2 separate regions of the Anser cygnoides genome follow, and region 2 is linked to region 1. Evidence: chromatin contacts called from public Hi-C data. All regions are on one chromosome and are shown on one strand. Each heading gives the region's core, a stretch centred on a gene start, on an enhancer-like site or on the middle of the called end of the contact. The rest is flanking DNA. Distances are from core to core; before and after follow the strand shown. Region 1 holds the start of SOS2 (SOS Ras/Rho guanine nucleotide exchange factor 2). Region 2 overlaps SOS2 (SOS Ras/Rho guanine nucleotide exchange factor 2).

Evidence for each region. Hi-C and Micro-C count contacts between places; a contact is called where the count stands out from the background.
Region 2: a Hi-C map of liver shows a contact between it and region 1, with 4 times the contacts expected there. The contact joins the enhancer-like site here to the promoter of SOS2 in region 1. A contact is called at or near these places in 2 of 7 Hi-C or Micro-C datasets (both in liver).

The regions. Positions count from the first base shown.
Region 1 is chr5:64,177,406-64,180,324 of Taihu_goose_T2T_genome, forward strand. It overlaps SOS2 (SOS Ras/Rho guanine nucleotide exchange factor 2), which reads left to right and starts at 1,415. Exons shown (of 23, transcript XM_048066031.2): 1 at 1,415-1,755. The coding sequence starts at 1,669. It overlaps L2HGDH (L-2-hydroxyglutarate dehydrogenase), which reads left to right. Exons shown (of 10, transcript XM_048066097.2): 10 at 1-485.
Region 2 is chr5:64,210,615-64,213,533 of Taihu_goose_T2T_genome, forward strand. It overlaps SOS2 (SOS Ras/Rho guanine nucleotide exchange factor 2), which reads left to right. Exons shown (of 23, transcript XM_048066031.2): 10 at 216-871. Among named protein-coding and RNA genes, the nearest start is that of VCPKMT, 24 kb to the right of the region's middle. Within about 2 kb of position 1,542, at least 1 of the 3 cell types and tissues checked has open chromatin away from gene starts, as enhancers often do. A contact at or near this core is called in liver, where this site is marked.

The DNA.
Region 1 (2,919 bases), core at 165-2,664:
GCTATAAACATTTTTAAAGTAATAACTTCAGTGATTTATGATAACAGGGTTTAATACATACATACATTGTGTGTTGCCCATGAAGTGTGAAAATGTATGAAAGTATTTTTTTAAAAGGGTCCAACTCACTGGGATGGCTTAATCACCTTGCCTTTCACTATTGTGATTAAAATAGCGTATTTTTAAAATTGCTGTAAGTTCTGTGTATTTCTCCTGACTTACAGAAAAGTTTCACTGGTATTTGCTAACTCTCATCAGATTTAGATGGCTGTATCTCCACCTAATAGGAATTACTTTATTTATTTAGAGGGTAGGGTGCAGAACCTGTCTTCCTAAAGTAGGGGTATCTTATCTGTACTTATACCACTTCACAGCTTTTTCTCATATCGGTATGTGTGGGCAGAACTGGTCCTAAGCCTGACGTGGACCTGTAATGACATGTGCAATGGTAATTCTTGAAATTCCGAATAAATGCATTAAGACAGTTTGGGATAAACTTGCATTTTTTTTCCCCTAAAAGTGCTCCTCCATAGGGTCAGTCCTAAATGTTGGAAGTGTGTGGTACAAGTGTTTTTTTTTAAGGTGTTGTAAAGAAGAAGTGCTTGAGTGCCCATGCCATGGCTTACTAAGTGGCTGCTTTGGGGAAAATGAGCTCCTTTTTGGCACTTCGTGTTTCCAGAACAGGACCACACCATCCTGAAAAATGGGGTCTGGGGGCTCAGAGCTGGGGACGCAACAGTAGGCGAGGGGGCACCGGAGCAGGGAGGTGTGGTGCTGGGGTTGCCTGCTGCCGGCCTGGGGGCTCGCCACAGCCACACCAAAGCCGTAAGTGGGGTTGCTTTTTGCTCACAGTTTGGAGTTGACGAACCAGCATTTTTCCACAGAAGTAACTATTTTGTTGGAAATTTCCCTGGCTGTCCTGATGCAGCGGGAAGGCTGAGAGACCACAGAGCAGAGGGAGCTGTCAGTGAAGCACCCGTCTCCTCCGGGGGAAATCTGCCCTAACAAGGGGTCGCCCTCTCGCTGGCAGAAAGGCAATTTTTATTTTGATTTAATGAATCCCTTTTGGAATAACTCCCTTTGTAGATAAGCCCTAAAAGGGGGGGTGGGGGTACATAAGGTATGAGGGTACATGAGGCATGAGGGGTACATAGGGCGTGAAGGGCACGTAAGACTTCAACTACACTGCCTTCAGAAAGGGCAACCCCGTGGAGGGGACAGTCCGGGGGGGGGGGTGAGGAAAGCCCCCGAGGGAGGCACAGGGGGTCTCCTGAGGGGACCGCGGGATGGCGGCGCCCGCTCCCCTCAGCCCGGCCGCCCCCCTGCGGGCTGCCCGCTACTGACGGGAGGCGGCGGAGGGGGGGGGCCGCAAAATGGCGGCGGCGGCGCATGCGCGCGGAGGGCGGCGGCGGCGGCGGCAGCGGGCGGTAGCGGCCCGCAGCGAGCGGGGCCCAGGGCGCCTCAGCCGCCGCCCCGTCAGCGCCCGGCGAGCGGCCCGGGCCCGGCCCCTCCCGCGCCGGATGTGATGGCCGCCGGGGCGGGGGGGTGAGCGGCCAGCCGCCGGCGGCCCGGAGCTGAGGAGCGGCGGCGGCTTCTTCTTCCTCCTCCTCCTCGTCCTCCTCGGCGGGGACGGGCGGGCCCGATGCGGAGGAGCCGCCGGCGGGCGCCATGCAGCCGCCGCCGCAGCCTTACGAGTTCTTCGGCGAGGAGAACGGCCCGAAATGGCGGGGGCTCTTCGTGCCCGCCCTGCGCAAGGTCAGTCCGCCGCCGGCGGTGGCACCTGCCCCGCGGCCCCCGGCCCTCAGCCGCTTGGTGCCGGTGTCCCCGGGGGAAGGGGGGGGGGAGGCGGCCTCCTCCTGTGGGGGACACCCGCTGCGGGAAGCCGCCCGCTTCGTCCCGGCGGGGTTCTCCCCTTTTGTGAGGTGATTTGTAGAGCTGGGCAGCCCCAGCCCATCGCTGGGGGGGCCGGGGAGGCTTGGGGACGTGCCTGCCCCCCTCAAAAATAACAGTCAGAATTTGTTTAACGGTCAGCGGTGTTAAAAGGCAGGCAGGTAGTCCTGTGGCTGGCGTAAAAACCGCTCGTCACCTGCCTGAAGAGTCCTGAGGTAGGGTTTTGCCTCTCGAAGCCTCCTCCTGAGCTGCCAGCGGTTAAAGCACGAAGCCTGCCCTCGGCGCTAACCACCTCCTCCCCACCTGAGCTGGGGCTCCATCGCCTCGTCCCAAAGGGTTTCACGTCCTTACAACTTATTTTTATGGTGCAACACCAAAAAAAGCGTTAAAGTCACTGGATTAACACCGCTCTTGCTGATTCTGTCATCGTATACTTCATTTGGGGCAAAAGAAATAGGACAGGATCTTACTTTCTAAGCAGCAAAAATAAATATTTGATACCAGTGGCTGCCTGTAAAAATTCGTAATTGCTTATAGATAATCTTTTTCCTCCTGGGAAAGTTCCTTGTCTGCAGTACCCACCCTTTAGCGTGAAGCAATCGTACCGTAACGTGCATTTCTCCTATGAACGTGCAGTATCAGTGAGTCAAAACAAAATTGTATCATTGTTCCAGTTTCGAGGAGAAAGCCAGTTTGAAAATCCTGTTTAAAAGATGGAATGCCCTGATACCGGCGCTGGGGATTTTTAAACCCGGGCTATTTTAGCAAATGCCTGAGTTATTGTTTTGTTTACATCTTGCACTTTCACTTTGGTAATGAGATGAGAGCGTGCCCGTTATTTGCAGGCTAGCCGAAAACTGTTGCACGGAGCTCCCAGTGTGCATAAAGCAAGAGACTGTTAGCTTCTGAACTTACAAACTGTTATTACAGTATTCAAAAAGCTAATTCTGGGTAGGTTTGAAAAATCTGCATGTCAGCCGGTTTGGGTACAATCCTGTCAAACAGCATGCTTTTGTGATAAAAACGTTA
Region 2 (2,919 bases), core at 292-2,791, 33 kb after region 1:
CCCAAACTTTCAGTCATTTCTATAAATAATGTCAATATCTTATTCTTTCACTTGCCAAAACAGTGCACGTAGTTTATTTGGAACAGTAAACTTGATTAGGGCATTTAGGGGAAAGAAAGAATGATAAACGATTAATTTAGTTGATTTTACTTTGGTCTCTTGGGATGGCAAACATGGAATGTGCCCATCGTGACTTTTTCTTTTATTCATTCAAGGGAGCCAGTCTGTCGCTTCTATAACCGACAAATAAGAAGCAAACACTTGGCCATCAAGAAAATGAATGAAATCCAGAAAAATATTGATGGCTGGGAAGGCAAAGATATTGGGCAGTGCTGTAATGAATTCATAATGGAAGGCACCTTGACAAAAATAGGAGCCAAACATGAACGCCACATCTTTCTCTTTGATGGTTTAATGATCAGCTGTAAAACTAATCACGGCCAGTCACGGCTGCCCGGTTACAGCAATGCGGAGTATAGACTGAAGGAAAAAATTATCATGAGAAAAATACAGATTATTGATAAAGATGACACATCTGAATATAAACATGCTTTTGAACTGGTGTCTAAAGATGAAAACAGTATACTCTTTGCTGCCAAGTCTGCTGAAGAGAAGAGTAATTGGATGGCTGCTCTGATTTCCCTCCAGTATCGGAGTACTCTGGATAGGATGCTTGATTCAGTGTTACTGCAAGAAGAAAACGAACAGCCCCTGAGGTTGCCCAGCCCAAGCGTGTATCGTTTTGTAGTGGAAGACTCTGAGGATAACATTGTTTTTGAGGACAACTTGCAAAGCAGGAATGGAATTCCTATCATCAAAGGAGGAACGGTTGTGAAATTAATCGAAAGGTTAACATACCATATGTATGCAGGTACCCTGAACATTTGCTCTATATGTGTTTTTTAAGACGGTGCTTGTATGGGTGATTAATTTAGTCCTTTTTTTCTTTTTTCTTTTTTTTCCTTTTCTTTCTTTTTTTCCCCTGCATATAGTTAAATGTAAAGTGAGGTTTGCAGAAATAACCCATATCTTATTAAATAAAATAGCTTTGCTGGCAAAGCTATAAGAAGACTTCAGGCATGCAAGTCCCCCCTCCCACAATGTGTTAGTGGTCTAAGGAGCTACCGATGCTTTCTGTTAAACCTTTGCTTCATTCTTCTCCCAAGACCATCGTGGCTAAAGCAGCAGTGTTGCATGCTGCGTGGAGGAGGAGAAATGCTGGTGGTTATTTCTGTTAAGCCTTAGCCTGCCACTTCCTGAAGTCCCTCAGTAGAAAAGGATGCGAATCCCAATCAATTCTTCAGACTTCCCTGTGAAACGCTATCTTAAAGCCACAGAAAGAAAACTTGTAATTATGTGAAGTACTAACACTGCTGAAAATGTTTGAGAGATCTTAGGTGTGAGTCTTTAAAAACGTGCATGCTATTGTAACAACTAGAGCTAGGTTGTCTTGAGCTGTATATCTTAAAGAAAGAAAGAAAAGGAAGATACAGAATTTCTCGTTGGCCACACACTGAAATTCAGCGTTGAAGCTACTCGTTACCATGCAGGTAACCCATAGCTTATGATATCTGTGACTCCCACGTCAGCCAGTTCAAAGACATGGTGGGTTTCTGTGGCATGTTAGGGCATCTCGCTCTTTCGGAAAGAACTGGTGCATCTGACTATTAGTTTGATAGTGTAACTTGCGAGGGTTTTATAGCACAAGTACTTGCCGCTTTGGCTTTGGGAATCTTCAGTGAAAGCATTGTCCTCTCGGGTTTCTGTGTGCTTTTTCCCAAACAGCGTTTGGAGCCAAGACTAACAAACCCTGTCCGTCTGCCTCCGCAAGGGCATTTCAATAACTAACAGCATGCGGAGGGACTCCTAGCAGATCCTGGTGGTGCTTTATCTTTGTATTTATGTAACAATACGTTTTTAGCTGTTCGGTTTTTGTATGTTTGCGTTAGTTTCAGATTGTTTGAAGCAGGTTTGTTCCAGCACAGGTTGTTTGTAGAACTTACGTCGTGTGAAAGAACTTGCCAGTTGATACCAGGATACCATGGGAGACAGCAGATGCAGAGTTGTTAATCTCTTGAATTTAGCTTGTAAGCCGCTATTAGAAGCGCATTGCTTGTATTTTCCATTGTGTTGAGAGTGTTTATTTACAAAAATAGTCTAAAAAAATAATATAAAGGCACCTACACAGGTCAGAAAGCAGAGTAGCAGTCCCCATTCTAAGAGAATTGCAGATCTTGTCTGCAGAGCAGAGAGAACCTGCCCGCCTGTTCAGTGGTAAGAGGAAGATTTTTCTTTTAAAAGTGCCATAAATAATACTGACGAGTGACTGTAGATGTGACGTAGAGGCAGAACAGGCCGGTCCAGGACTAGGGTGCAAACTCAGCAGCACAGAACGAGAGCACCATTACTTCTAGCTTGCAAGCACATTCCTAAATAGGCTCCCTTAAAAACGTTGAGCCTTTGCAGGGAATTTAAGCCCGCTTTAAAGAAGCATCTCTCCTAATCTTCTGGATGCTTCTTAGAAGAAATTAATTGACTGCACGTTGATGACTGCTGGTGTAAGTTGCCTGCACTTAACGCTGACAGATTCTAGATGATTTATAGAACAGTAAGTAAAAAGAAACACCCAACAACCCCAAATCCGTGCTTGTAGTGAACATCTGTACAAGCATTTCTCTAGGCCTGGTTTTCCTGTATTTCACCGTTCATTTGCTCCCAAGCAGCTCAGGCAGCCGCTGCGGCCACAGGCTAGCAGCTTGCTGCCGCTGGTAGCCACGTGGGGGGTCTGCAGCAGGCAACCCCAAATCCGTGCTTGTAGTGAACATCTGTACAAGCATTTCTCTAGGCCTGGTTTTCCTGTATTTCACCGTTCATTTGCTCCCAAGCAGCTCAGGCAGCCGCTGCGGCCACAGGCTAGCA